Linked DNA regions of Mus musculus: region 2 is linked to region 1. The links are chromatin contacts, called in public Hi-C maps. All regions are on one chromosome and are shown on one strand. The core of a region is the stretch at or near the end of the contact, and the rest is flanking DNA. Distances in the headings are between cores, read along the strand shown. Region 1 overlaps 9530077C05Rik (RIKEN cDNA 9530077C05 gene). Region 2 holds the start of Rp9 (retinitis pigmentosa 9 (human)).

Region 1 (6,722 bases), core at 3,096-5,595:
AGTACAACTGGTGAGCTCACCTGGGAGGCATCTCAGACTGGGATTCCAGCCATTCCACCAGCATCAGAGTCCCTGAATGCAGATCCTGGGAACATCACTCTGGAGTCAGGCCTTGGAGGCCAAACAAAAGAAACAAACTCCTTGGAGCACAACAGAGGGCTTTGTACTAAGTATGGCCTGCTCCTGGTGGGATGAAATCTTTCCTCTGTTTAGAAGGCTCCAATATCATGAGCCCCAGACTCCTTTGTTGCCTTTATCCCACAGATGCACCTCTATCCAAGGGCAAGTCACTAACTTGAAAGGAAACCATGGATGCACGTTTATATCTCCAGATAGTTCCACTGGAGAGGCACGGGGAGGACATAACCAATGGGCCCACCCAGGAGGAAGAAACCAGATTCTGTTATCAACCCAAATCTCCTGAAGGCAGTTGGTTAGGATTACCTCTTCAGGGATGATGAGAACCGGAGGTAGAAACAAGGCAGAAGTTTAAGGATGGGGGCCTCAGTTTATGTCCCTGACAATAAACTGAAAATAATCTTGGTCCTGTCCTGAACGGAGGCCAGAAATGGCAGAAGTTAGCTCTGGTTTAGGTCTCAGCCTAAAATGAACAACACTGATTGGAGGACTGAGTCAGTCAGACAACAGTCCTTTCTGGCAGCAGCTTTAGAACCGAGTTTCTAGATTCTCATAGTAGAAGAGTGTCTTAGGGTTTCTATTGCTGTGAAGAAACACCAAGAACATATCTTATAAAGAAGAACATGTAATTGGGACTGGCTTACAGTTAGAGGTCTAGTCCATTATTGTCATGGTGGGAAACTGGCAGCATGCAAGCAGACAGGGTGCCAGAGAAGGAGCTGAGAGTTCTACATCAGGATGTTACACTGGGTGTGGCTTGAGATTCTGAGACCTCAAATTCCACCTCCTAATGACACACCTACTCCAACAAAGCCACACCTCCTAACAGTGCCAGTCTCTGAGACCAAGCATTCAAACATCTGAGCCTATAGGGGCCATTCCTATTCAATCCACCACGTTCCATTCCCTGCCCCCATAGGCTTGGAGCCATAATGCAGAAATGTATTCAGTCCAACGTAAAAGTCTCCATAGTCTGTAACAGTCTCAAGCTTGGTTAAAAGTCCAAAGTTCACAGTCTCTTCTGGGACTCATGCAATCTCTTAGCTGTAATCTCTGTAAACTCAAAATAAAAAAGCAGATCACATACTTCCAATAGGATATATATTACCATTCCAAAAGGGAGGAAAGGAAACATAGAGAGGAAAGACTGAAAACCAACTGGGCAAACTCCAAACTCTGCATCTCCGTATCTGATGTCAAAATGCTCTTCAGATCTCCAATTCCTCTCAGCTTTGTTGACTGCAACACACTTCTCTCTCTTGGGCTCGGGCTCGTTCCAGTCCCTGTTAGCATACTGGGGTGGGGGCAGGTGTCCCGTGGCTCTGGAATCTCTAACACCTTGGGGTATCCACGGCAATCCAGGCTTCAACAGCTTCACACAATGGCCTCTCTGGGCCTCCATGCAGGGGCACCCCTGCCGCACACCTGGCCTCAGCAACTATCCTGGTTTCTACTGTTATGAAGAGACATCACAACCATGCAGTTCTTGTAAGGACAACATTTCATTGGGGCTGGCTTACAGTTTCAGTGGTTCAGTCCATTATCATCATATCAGGAAACATGGCATCATGCAGGCAGACACGGTGCTGAAAAAGGAGCTGAGAGCTCTACATCTGGATCCACAGGCACCCTTGGGCACCTTGGGCATGGCTTAAGCTTCTGAGATCTCAAAGCCCACCCCCTAGAGACACATGTCCTCCAAAAAAGCCACACTTCCTATGGCCAAGCACTCAAACACATGAGTCAATTGGGGCCATTCCTATTCAAACCAGTACACATGGGTTATATCTATTTCCCAATTATAGCCTATCTCCTAAAGGATGCTGGCCTCTATCAGAGGATCAGATGTTATACTCGAAATATAAACCTATTTCCTTTTGTTCAAGAGAATGGACTATATCTTTGGCCATTGATGGACACTTCTAGCTACCCAAAACATTAGAGTTAATCTACTTGGGACAGCCAATTACCTGGATAAAGGACCACCTTGCAGCAAAGTGGGTTTACTTTCAGCCATGCTGAAGAGATGGTGGAAATAAACATCCTTTAAGTGAGATAATGTCCTCTGCCTTCCCAGAAAGCAAGCCTCTAGTACAGTGACTGCTGCAGCAGCTATGGCGTGTGCTATCCCGGAAGGACGGATGACTTCTCCGAGTCTTTAATTAGAGAAGAATAACTTTTCCTTTTCTTACTGTCTCTTCCCTAAGCATGATTGCCCTCAATTTCAGATGTGGAACTAAAACCAAAAGGATGGAAATGACTTCCCAAGAATGCTGTAAAATTCTAATTTGAAATGACATACAGTCCCTGCAAGGCTTGACAACATCATGAATTTTTACTAAACATTACTAAGAAAAAAACACTCTGAAAGAATAGCAGGTAATTCTTGATAGTCACAAGAGTGAGTAGAAAGGGTACCCCTACCTATCTCGTGCCTCAGCATGCCCTCCAGCCAGTGCTCTCGTGCAGTAGAAATATTGATGGTTAGAGTCGGGCATCCGTTTACTACCGTCATGGATGCCCTGGAAAGCAGGTCTTCGGTGAGATGAACTACAATCTGGGCAGCAAGAGGAGAGACACACATACAGGGCTGTGAGATGACGCAGGGATAGGATGCTCAACATCAAGGCTGGTGAGCCAAGCTCTCCAAAACCAACATGCTCCCAGTAACTCTCAAATGTTGTCCCCTTGTCCTGTGACTACCACACACGCTGTGGCATGCATGTTCCCACATACATATAAATATATAAGCATATAATACACACATGCACAGTCATGCATACACACACAAATGTAAATGGAGAGGAAAGTTTTTGCAAAAAATAACGGGCCTATTCACCTATTGATTACCCAATTCACCTAAGTTGACGACGTGTACGTCCAGCCACATTTGAACTGTCTAATTGGTTTTGTGTTGTTTGCTTTTGAACCTTATCATTTTAACCCTCTGAGATTTTCATTGGATTCATTGGACTGAAAGGAAATGAAGGAGGCTGGTTGTGGTAGCATATACCTTTAATGGCCAGCACTTGAGAGGCAAAGACAGGAGGATCTCTGTGAGTTCAAGTCCACCCTGGTCTATATAGTCAGCTCTAGGACAGTTAGGACTGAAAGAGACCCTGTCTTAACAAAGAGGAAGGAAGAGAGAGAGGAAGTGAAGGAAAGAAGGAAGGAAGGGAGGGAAGAAGGGAGGGAAGGAGGGGAGGAAGAAGGAAGGAAGGAAGGAAGAAGGAAAAGAAAGAAGACAGAAGAAAAGGTACCCCAGAGACTAGAGAAACTAAAGCAGGAAGAAGGTCTGGGCTGCAGAGAGAATTCCAGGCCAGCCTGAGCAACTTAGTGAGGTCCTCTATCAAGCCAAACGGAAAAGGTGGGGATAGAGCCTCACAGCAGAGTGCTTGCCCCAGCCTCTGAATCCACACAAAACTGGGAAGATCTAGAGCATGCATGTGTCAGAAACCTGCACCTTGTCAGTGCTGGTTTTGAGACTGATGACTAAGAACACTGCAGCAAAATCTCTCTTCAATAATTCTCATTGAGAAACTCAGATAATGCTATTGCTACACATACAGAAATGACACTAGGAGCAAAAGACAGATGGCAAGAACCCAATCCAACCAGTAAAACAGAACTGACCAAACAAAACCTGCAGAAAAGAGCTTGCATTTGGCACTAATCTTGCCCCGCCCACCCATGGCCCACGCCTCTCCCAGGCCCCGCCCACCCACGACCATACCTCTCCCAGGCAGCCTTCCTTCACCATGTACTTTCTAACATGACTCCAGATTCGAGTTTTAGACAACAAGCTACCACCAGTAGCTTGTTCAAATTTTTCATAACTTCCATATTTTTGTAAAGTCAGCTCCATAATATTGATGGACTGTAAAAGAAAGGAGATTAAGTCAGCAGCTCATGCCACTCTGAGATGAAGTTAGCTAATTAGGACCTTATTTGTCAAGACGCGCTCAGATTTCCTGGTTAACGAAGTTAAGCTGAAACTCCAGCTGCACATTTTCTGAGCTTAAATAGTTTCCACTGACTTTTGAAGTTTTCTATAAATGCCTGTGAACTTACAAGTGCCCTTGCTGGCCCAGTGGCGCGTGTCTGATCTTTAGCTGCTTCCTGTGGGGCGCCTCCAGGATACACAGTGAGGCCAACCGAAAAGGGAAAGGAGGTCGGGGACGATACACACGCTCTTCTTCCCTGTCTTCTAGTCTCTTTAGCCAGAGATGGTGCAGCTGACATACTGCACATTGCACCTGTAACTGCCGCTAGGAGAAGCTGGATAGAGAGGATATTGGCTTCTTGACAAGATACATGGTGGTTTGGAAGAACTCCAATGTAAACCGAGTATGGCTCCAAATCAGTTAGTAGGTTACAAGTACCATTTAGATAAAGGGGGAAAAACTTAAAAATTTAAAAACATACAAGACAACCAGTCCTCTCTAACAATCTATAAAATCACCTCTGTAACGATCTATAAAGTCTGCTTAGAATGCATCTATTTATTTACTTGTGTGTTATGGGTATTTCGCCTGCATTTATGTCTGGGCACCACTTGGATACATGTGCTTTTTTTTGGGCAAAGTAGCAAGGAAAATTTATTCAAGAGGCAAACAAAAGTCCCGATCGGAAATACAGGCAGCGGAGCACAAGCCTGAAAGACTACTGAAGGGCAAAGCAAGCTTTTATTCTCGTGACAAAAAATAATACTCTTTGGTGACAGTGATGATGATGAGGAGGAGGGTGACAGTCTTAAAATATTTCCATCTTTCGTCTAGGGCAATGTACTATCCACTTCTCATCATCTTAAAAAGTTGAGATGTTTTTCCAAATATACACAAAGTGAAAACTAATTAAAAATCTGGTTTAAAAAAAAACACAAATTATCAGAACCTCCAAGAAAGCCACAGGAAACAAGACTCTAATTGAGAGGACACCTGACAATTCTGTGAGGTGAGCGTTTACTTCGCTGCCCTCTGGGCAGGCGGGTGGGCCGCTCTGGCAGATCCACCCAGTCTGGGCCCCAGCACTCACACAGCAGTGCACAGTGGTCTGTGACTCATTTCCAGGCACCTAACATCTGCCTCTGGCCTCCATAGGCATCTATGCATTCACCACACTTACACACAGTGAAAAGACCCATACACATAACAACCAGTAAATCTTTTTAAAACACCTCATATACAGAACATAAAACAAATCTTCAATAAAACGTATGAAAAGAAATCCTGTTTCTGGGCTGTTGTGAGACTGGTAAGGACAGTGGCGATCTGCCAGCACTGAGAAGGTGCGTCGACCTCTGTCATCAGTAAATGCTAACCAGCACATCCATGCTGATACGGGTCCGTACTGTACAGCACTATAAACAACACATCTGATACGTCAAAATAGGAGGGAAAAATCACAATGTGTGAGTCAACACACGAATACATTAGTAAGGAATGAGGGCGCATCATAAAGTTATCACAACTCAAAATACTCCAACAGGCCTTTGCTGCCAAAGCCTTGCTACTCAGGAGGGCCAGGGGCAGTGGCAGGCACTAGGATAGCCAGGCTGTTGTAAACGCAGGCCTTGGCTCGCAGCTGGTCTTTATGCCTATTAAATCAGAACCTGGTTTTTTGCTTGGTTTTGTTGGGGGGGGAGGGGGTGCATTGTACTGGCTGATTTTGTGGGTCAGTTTAACACAAGCTAGAGGCAGCAGAGAGGAAGAGCCTAAGTTGATGGGCTGCCTCCTCCATGAGATCTAACTGTAAGGCACTTTCTTAATCAGTGATCAGTGTGGGAGGGCAGGGAGGGCTCAGCCCATTTGTGGGTGGTGCCATCCTGGGCTGGGTTCAATAAAAAGGAAGGCTGAGCAAACGGGGGGGGGGGGGGGTTAGGGGGGCGAGGAGCAAGTCTGTGGGCAGCGCCCTCCATGACCTCTGCATCAGCTCCTGCCTCCAGGTTCCAGCCCTGCTTGAGCTCCTGTCCTGACTTTCTTTAATGATGAACAGCAGTGTGGAAGTGTAAGCTAGTCAATAAACCCTCTCCTCCCCAGCTTGCTTTTTAGTCATGGTGTTTTGTCACAGCAATAGACAGTGACACCTAAGACAGTGACTGTTTTTTTGAGACAGGTCCAGTGTCAATTCACAGAGATCTGCCCACCTCTGCCCCCTGAGCAGGGGATTAAAGGCATGCAGCCCACCTCTGCCCCCTGAGCAGGGGATTAAAGGCATGCAGCCCACCTCTGCCCCCTGAGCAGGGGATTAAAGGCGTGCAACCCACATCTGGTCCCTGAGCATGGGGGTTAAAGGCATGCAGCCAACATCTGGCCCCTGAGCACAGGGGTTAAAGGCGTGCAGCCCACCTCTGGCCCCAGAATCTGCTTTGTTTGGTTGGTTTCGAAGCAGGGTTTCTCTGTGTAGCCCTGGAGGTCTTGGAACTCAACTGAATAGACCAGGCTGGCCTTGAACTCAAGAGATCTGCCTGCCTCTGCTCCCGAGTTCTGGGGCTAAAGGAGTGTGCCATAGTAAGCATCCTGAAGTCCATCCTAAGTTTAAAACTAGCACAAGGCATGGAAATACTTCATCTATAAAATGAAATC
Region 2 (7,347 bases), core at 3,359-5,858, 38 kb before region 1:
TCAATGTTACAGCTTCTTGTTTCAATGTCTAGATCCACACATGATCTTCTGGGTTCCTCCAAAGGGCTGGCATCACTTCTCCAGCTCTGCCCTCTGAAGCACTCTAAGCTCAGGTTGATTCACTCCATTGCCACTGCTGTTCTTGGTGACCATCTATGGTACTGGAATTTACAATACAATGGGGTCTTCCACTGCAACTAGGCTTCACCAATAGCCTCTTATGGGCTCTCTTCATGGAGCCAAGCCTCAACTCCTTTGCATGATCCCTTCAGTCCTGGACCATCAACTGCAACTGAGGCTGCACCTTCACCAATGACCTTCCATGGCCTTTCACAGAGCTGAGCCTCAGCTGCTCTTCATGACTCCTTTAATACCATATATTTTATATTTTTTCCTTTCTAATTTTGTTATGCTTGTTCACAGTGGTTCATACCCATAATCCCAGCACTTGGGAGGCTGATGTAAAAGGAGCATGAGTTTGAGAGCAGCCTGGGCTGTATAATAGGATGTAGAACCGGGGGAAAGAGGCAGAGGTCGCTCAGTCGGTGACATGCTTGCCATTCTGTTACGTGAAATATAAAAAAGCACCAACCCACGCTAATGCCAGCTACTCTCTGGCCCCAGCGGTCTCTCTGGCCCTGGCGGCTAGCCTCATGTAGCGACTGCCCATCTAGCTGTCACAAATCCCAGGAACCAGGTAAAATCAAAACTCTAGAGGCTTGTAATTTATCAGTCAGATTTAAATTAGCAAATTCTCAACCCACAAACTGCTCGCACAATGAACTCAAAACTCAATTGCTATAAACACAAGCTACACACCTAGACGGGTCAGACACACCCTACTTATTACTTAATCACCTAAGAAATCCCCAATACTTGTGGCTTCCAGGACCACGAGTTTCTGGTTCCTCTTCCTCTCCTATAGGTCTCATCTTTATGAGGAATAACCTCATAAACTTAGGAAGTTTACCCGTACAACCCCCTATCCAAATTCCCATAATGGGGGCTGACTTCCAATGCTCTCGCCTCTTCCTGTTGGTGCACATCTGCTATCCCATCCTGTGGGGAGTGGAAGCAGGAGGAGAAGAGGTTCATGGCCATCCTCTGCTATGTGAAGGGTTCAGGCTAGCCTAGACTACATGGGAACTTGTCTGGAAACACAAAAATGAAATAAAATACAAACAATAAAGACTTTCCCACTAGTTTTGTTTTTGTTTTCGACTTTCCCACTAGTAAGAATATCTTCTAGACACTACATTTGCTGACTAAATTTGAGTGTCTCACAAAGCACTTGACATGGCTGGCGTAGGCAGGTTCTGCCTGTGGCTAGATCGACTTCCAGAAAGCAGTTCTTCCTAGATTAGTGCTTTCTTTTTAATGATTTTTGTTTGTTTGTTTTGTTTTTAGAGACAGGGTTTCTATGTATAGCCCTGGCTGTCCTGGAACTCACATTGTGGACCAGGCTGGCCTCGAACTCAGAAATCCGCCTGCCTCTGCCTCCCAAGTGCTGGGATTAAAGGGGTGCGCCACCATGCCCGGCTGATTTTTTTAAAGAAGTATTTATTTACTTATTTATTTATTTTATGTATATATGAGTATGCTGTAGCTGTAGTGATGGTTGTGAGCCATCATGTGTTGCTGGGAATTTGAATTCAGGACCTCTGCTCACTCTGGTCAACCCCACTCGTTCTGGCCCTGTTCACTCCTCCCTAAAGATTTATTTATTATTATATGTAAGTACACTGTAGCTGTCTTCAGACACACCAGAAGAGGGCATCAGATATCATTACAGATGGTTGTGAAACACCTTGTGGTTGCTGGGATTTGAACTCAGGATCTTCATAAGAGCAGTCGGTGCTCTTAAACACTGAGTCATTTTTCCAGTCCTTAATGGGTTTTTAAAAAAGATTTATTTATTTTATTTTATTATATGTGAGTACACTGTAGCTGTCTTCAGACACTCCAGAAGAGGGCGTCAGATCTTGTTACGGATGGTTGTGAGCCACCATGTGGTTGCTGGGATTTGAACTCAGGACCTTCAGAAGAGCAGTTGGTGCTCTTAACCACTGAGCCATCTCACCAGCCCCCTTAATGGTTTTTTAAAACACAAATTTACTTAGTGTGTGTACATATGTACAGAGTAAAGATCAGAGGACAACTTGCGGCAGTCAGTTCTATCTTCCGCCATATTGGTCTGTGGTCCCTGGGGATCAGATTTTGGTCAGTCATGGCAGCAAGTGCTTTTACTCATTGTGCTAGCCCCCAGCTTAGTGTTTAAGAGTAAAACACTAGTTTGTAGTTCTAAGGCAAATCACTTTATCTGCTCATAACCTCAGTATATTAGCCCACCACTTGATTTCATGGTTTGTTGTGGTTTTATTTTTGTTTTTTGAGATCAGTTCTCAATATGTAGCCCTGGCTACCCTATGAAGACCAAGCTGGCCCTGAACTTTCAATGATCTTGTCTCTGCTTCCCTAGTGCTATAGTCAACAGCATATGCCACCATGCCTGACCAAGATAACATACTTTTTATTATTTTTGTGGTGCTGAGGATTTAACACAGGGCCTGTGCATTCTAAGCTCCAGCACTGAGCTGCAGACCCAGTTCCATCTATATTTAAGGAATAAATTTTCAATTCGTGAGTTTTAAGCATTCGACACTTTTACAAAGGATTATTTTTATTTTATGTATATGAGTATTTCCCCTAAATGTATACACATGTGTGCAGTGCCCATGGAGGCCAGAAGAGCGTGCACTGGATCTCCCAGAACTGGAATAACACACAGTTGTGAGCTGCTGTATGTATGGGAACCAATCCCAGGCCCAGTGCAAGAATGGCATGCCCTCTTAACTGCTGAGCCACCTCTCAACCCCAAGACATTTTTATTTTACTTTTATTTTCATTTAAGTTGGGATACTTATTGAATGGTAGCGTAGCATGCCTCAGACCCTAATCAGTTGGTTGTTTTACCTAAAAACAGGAGACATGAGATTGATTAACCCTGAATTTATCTAGTCTATCTGCTCCCTCTCCAATATTTAAGGCACAAAAAGTAACTACGGTATTTTACTGTCAGATTTTACAGAGGCCTATTCCAGACCTGGGAAAAGGCCCCTTCCCAACCATCAGCTTTAGAGTCCAGGAACGGTGAGAGCATCACAAACAGATCATTCTGAATGAGATCATCCAGGAAGCTGTCCCCAGTTCCCACCCCATCACAGTGGAGCAGTCACCTTCATGGGAAACAGATTGTCCCCTCAAGTAATGAGGTATATGTGACTACCTTGCAAGACAATGATTGAAATAACCAATCATAACATGGTTTGACCAATATTTAATTGTTGGTAGCTGATCCCTGCCTCAAATCTTCCCCTCCTTACATCCTAAAACCTCGTGCCAGTTATCTGGAAATAGGCTGTGAAACTCATCTCTATTTTCTCAGTGTGGGCCACAGTGATTAGTATCCTTTTGTTGCCCCTCCCGCACTGGGAGTCAGGCTCTGCTTATGGCTGGTAGAATTAGCAGCAGGTGGTGCACACCTTTAATCCAGGCACTTGGGAGGAAGAGGCAGGCGGATTTCTGAGTTCGAAGCCAGCCGGGTCTACAGAGTGAGTTCCAGGACAACCAGGGCTACACCCTGACTCGAAAAACCAAAATAATAATAATAATAATAATAATAATAATAATAATAATAATAATAATAAATAAATAAAACAAGCAAACAAAAAAGATTTAGCAGCACAGACCAGATTGAACTCATAGAGAACTGCCTGCCTCTGCTGAGTACCAAAATGCCAGCCTAATACCTTTCTTTCTTTTTCTCGGTCGTTCCTCTTTGCTACCTTTGGATAAGTGTAGAGACCTAACTTGGAACGCTCCGAGTGGAGCTTCCGGCCTGAGACACCGCTTATAGGAGCAAAGGAGGAAGAGCAAGTTTTAAAAAAGGATGCTCCTCTGCAGGATACTGTGTGTCTGCTTTTATTTTTTATTTGCATCACCAAAAATCTTGGTATAAAATATTATGAATATATTGGTCTGTGTTTTTACTACGAATTCGCATAGTCTGGGAAACTGAAGATTTTATAGAGAACGTTGTTTTCTTCCCAGAATGGATGAATCCATAGGTAACAAGTAGCAGCCAAAAGGCTTTTAGTTTAGAAGGCCATACTGCTTTTGCAGAGAACCAGAGTTCGGTTCCCAGCATAGGGTGGCTCATATAGCCCACAGTTCCAATTCTAGAGAGCCATCGTCCTCTTCTGAATTCTGGGCAACTACCGAACTCCACCCCTGCACCACCACCCCAAATATATACGTAGAAATAAAATCTTTTCTCTTTTTCCTTTGTAACAGGATCTCCCCAGGTCTCTGACTTTACTAGCTTGACCTCGTACTCACAGGTCAGTGTTTCTGCCTCCTGCGTGCTGATATTAAAGACCTTTGACACCTTGCCCACCCACAAATACTTAAAACCTTCATAATATAAAAAAAAAAAAAAAATAGAAAGCAACGAGTCGCAGAAGTGGGTGTGGCCTGCAGGCGACTTGGAGCACCCGGAAGCCCTCGGGCCCCGCCCGCCTTCGCCCCGCCCCGGCCCGCCCCGCCCCTCTCAGCTAAGGTTCCCGCAGGCCTCAGGGCCGCGGGGGCCTGGCTGCACGTTCCCTGTCGGCGTTCTGCGGCACGGGCCGGTGGGACGTTGGTGGGGTTGCGCTGCGGGGAGGAAGAGGCGACTTTCCACCTTCTAAGCCCGCCTCGGGTCGCGATGTCGTCCGGGGCCGGGTCTCGGCGGCCGCGGGAGCCGCCGGAGCACGAGCTGCAGCGGCGGCGGGAGCAGAAACGGCGGCGGCACGACGCGCAGCAGCTGCAGCAGCTCAAGCACCTGGAGTCCTTGTGAGTCGGCTGGGCCGGGTGCGGGCGGTGCGGGCCGCCGCCGACGGGTGGGCGTCGCGGCCTGGCGAGCCCCCGGCTCCCTCTGCTCGAGGGCGGCGGAAGGACGCGAGGAGGGAGGCCGGCCACTGTCCCCGCCACGGCGACCGTGGCAATGGCAGTTGACGCGTCCGGAAGCCGAGCTCGGAGCCCCTGGGGGTCGAAGGACGCCAGCCTCTGTCCACTACCACGGACGGCATCGGCGGGAAGCTCAGGGTGGAAACTGCGGGAGACGCGCGGGAAGGCAGCGGACCCGCAGCCGGGCCTGAGGGTGGAGCCCGATGACCTGCGACGACTGTAGTGTAGAGTCGCATGTAGGTGAGGGAAGGTGGCGGGCCTCCCGTCCACAAACTAAACCGAGGTAAAAGTCAGAACCGGGGAGGAGAGGTTTGGGGACGCTGAGCGTGGTGAGGACAGGACATTGTAGGAGACTGTAGAAGATGTTTGTTATGCAGACATTTCGTGTGTGTGTTTGAAGACAAGTTTCCCTGTGTGTATCTTATGCAAACAAGTCTCCGTGTGTGTGTGTGTGTGTGTGTGTGTGTGTGTGGTGTGTGTGTGTGTGTGTGTGCGCGCGCGCGCGCCTGCATATTACCTCACCTGCCCGCCACCTTTGATCATTTTATCTATGCTTGACACATCACTGGCACATTGTTTGTGTGTTATTTTCTTCTTTCAGTGATGGTGTTTCAGTATGGAGTTTTCCCTCTTATATGCCCACAACCCCAGGCATCCTGTTCGTGTCTAAGACAAGGAAGGGCTCATGAGCCTCCCACCTTAGACTAGAGCGCCCTCTTAAATTAAATTTCTCTACATGTGACCTCCTTCACCTAGGAAATTTTCACACTACTGCATGAGTATGGGTATGTAAAATAGGGGATACAAGTCAAACACTTACTGATAATAAGACATAAGGAAATGTGTTTAAAGCAGTTCTTATATATGCAGTTTTACCATTGATTAAAAACAAAAGCAAAATTGAATACTAATGAGATAGATTACTTGTTTATTTTTACACAATTTAATCTTGGCTGCATATTTGAATGATGAAGGATGTAGAACATCTTCAACATTTTTCAGAATGATTTTATATTTTGATTTTATAATTGTTGAAGCTTTCACACCACTGTCACTATGCATAAGTACATAGAATATACGATAATAGTAGGAGTATGTTTAGGGCCATTTCAGAAATTGTTGCAAATTTGATCCTAACCAAAAAAAAAAAAATTGAACATTTTTTAAAAAGATTTATTTAAGTACATGAGTACACTGTAGCTGTCTTTAGACAGACCAGAAGAGGACATCAGATTTCATTATGGATGGTTGTGAGCCACCATGTGGTTGCTGGGATTTGAACTCAGGACCTCTGGAAGAGCAGTCAGTGCTCTTATCCTCTGAGCCATCTCTCCAGCCCCTAATTGAACATTTTTTAAAAGATCTATTTATTATGAATATCTTGCCTGCACGTATGTACTTGCATCTCCTGCATGCCTGGTGCCCGATGAAGCCAGAAGACTTCATTGAACCCCTTGGGACTGGACTTGTAGTTGTGAGCAGCCATGTGGGTGCTGGGACCCAAACTTGGGCCCTCTGCCAGAGCAACAAGTACTCTTAACCACTGAGACATCTCTCCAGCACCACGGGACAGTTCTGTATGAAACGTAAGGCAGCAACATTAGCGGCATTTTTAAAATCAGATATTCTGGGCCAGCAAGATGGCAAAGCCCTGCTGCCAAGCCTGATAACCAGGGTTCAATGCCCAGGACCCACAGAGTAGAAGGCAGGAACAGACTCCTGACTTCTAACCTTTACACATGTGCCTTGGCACATATGTGCGCTCACACTTACGTGCACACTAAATAAATAAGTATATAAAAATGTAATGTAATAAAATATTCTAGCACAGTACTACTTGAAAGTAATACTAACTTAATGCTTACAACCCAGCAATGATAATGGGAATATACTGGAAGCCTTTGTTTTTCATGATTAAACCATCACCAGTATTAAAACCTGCTTCTTCGGAATTCCAGCATATACCACAGATGAGCTCAGACATCCAGCCTTGTAGAGGGAACTGCTAGCAGCTTCTCAGAATAGCCTTTGCAGTTTGCTGACGCCTCTCCTGGAAGCATAGAGAGCACTGAAAGCCCAGAGTGAGCTATTGAGAAGCATGCATTTGATGATCTGATCCACCCACCGTGAGGAACAAGGGATTTAGTGCTCAGGCTCGGGCAGGGGTTACACTGTACGTAAAACTCCCAACAATTGGTGGGGAAAAAAGGAGATTAACAATGCTGTCTGGTTGCTTCTAGCATTTCTGGATACAGCGACAAAGGAAAAATATCAACTCTGATATAATTGACTGGCTCCAGATGGGCATAGATAGTCTAATGGTTTCTAAGTGTGCCCTGGAGT

The links. Hi-C and Micro-C count contacts between places; a contact is called where the count stands out from the background.
Region 2: a Hi-C map of DN3 thymocytes shows a contact between it and region 1, with 1.7 times the contacts expected there. The contact joins the promoter of Rp9 here to the enhancer-like site in region 1. A contact is called at or near these places in 23 of 39 promoter capture datasets (the 3T3-L1 cell line, 3T3-L1-derived adipocytes, the C10 cell line and 14 more), 16 of 484 Hi-C or Micro-C datasets (8-cell embryo, the C10 cell line, DN3 thymocytes and 9 more), 8 of 115 datasets of contacts at active chromatin or transcription factors (the 230-238 cell line, the SCID.adh cell line, embryonic limb bud and 4 more) and 3 of 9 other capture datasets (adipose tissue, liver and pancreatic islet).

What each region holds. Positions count from the first base shown.
Region 1 is chr9:22,427,649-22,434,370 of GRCm38.p6, reverse strand. It overlaps 9530077C05Rik (RIKEN cDNA 9530077C05 gene), which reads right to left. Exons shown (of 7, transcript NM_026739.3): 3 at 3,872-4,015; 4 at 2,563-2,695. Among named protein-coding and RNA genes, the nearest start is that of 9530077C05Rik, 19 kb to the right of the region's middle. Within about 2 kb of position 4,345, at least 65 of the 459 cell types and tissues checked have an H3K27ac peak or open chromatin away from gene starts, as enhancers often do. A contact at or near this core is called in the 230-238 cell line, DN3 thymocytes, the HPC-7 cell line and 6 more, where this site is marked.
Region 2 is chr9:22,465,617-22,472,963 of GRCm38.p6, reverse strand. It overlaps Rp9 (retinitis pigmentosa 9 (human)), which reads left to right and starts at 4,608. Exons shown (of 6, transcript NM_018739.2): 1 at 4,608-4,890. The coding sequence starts at 4,763.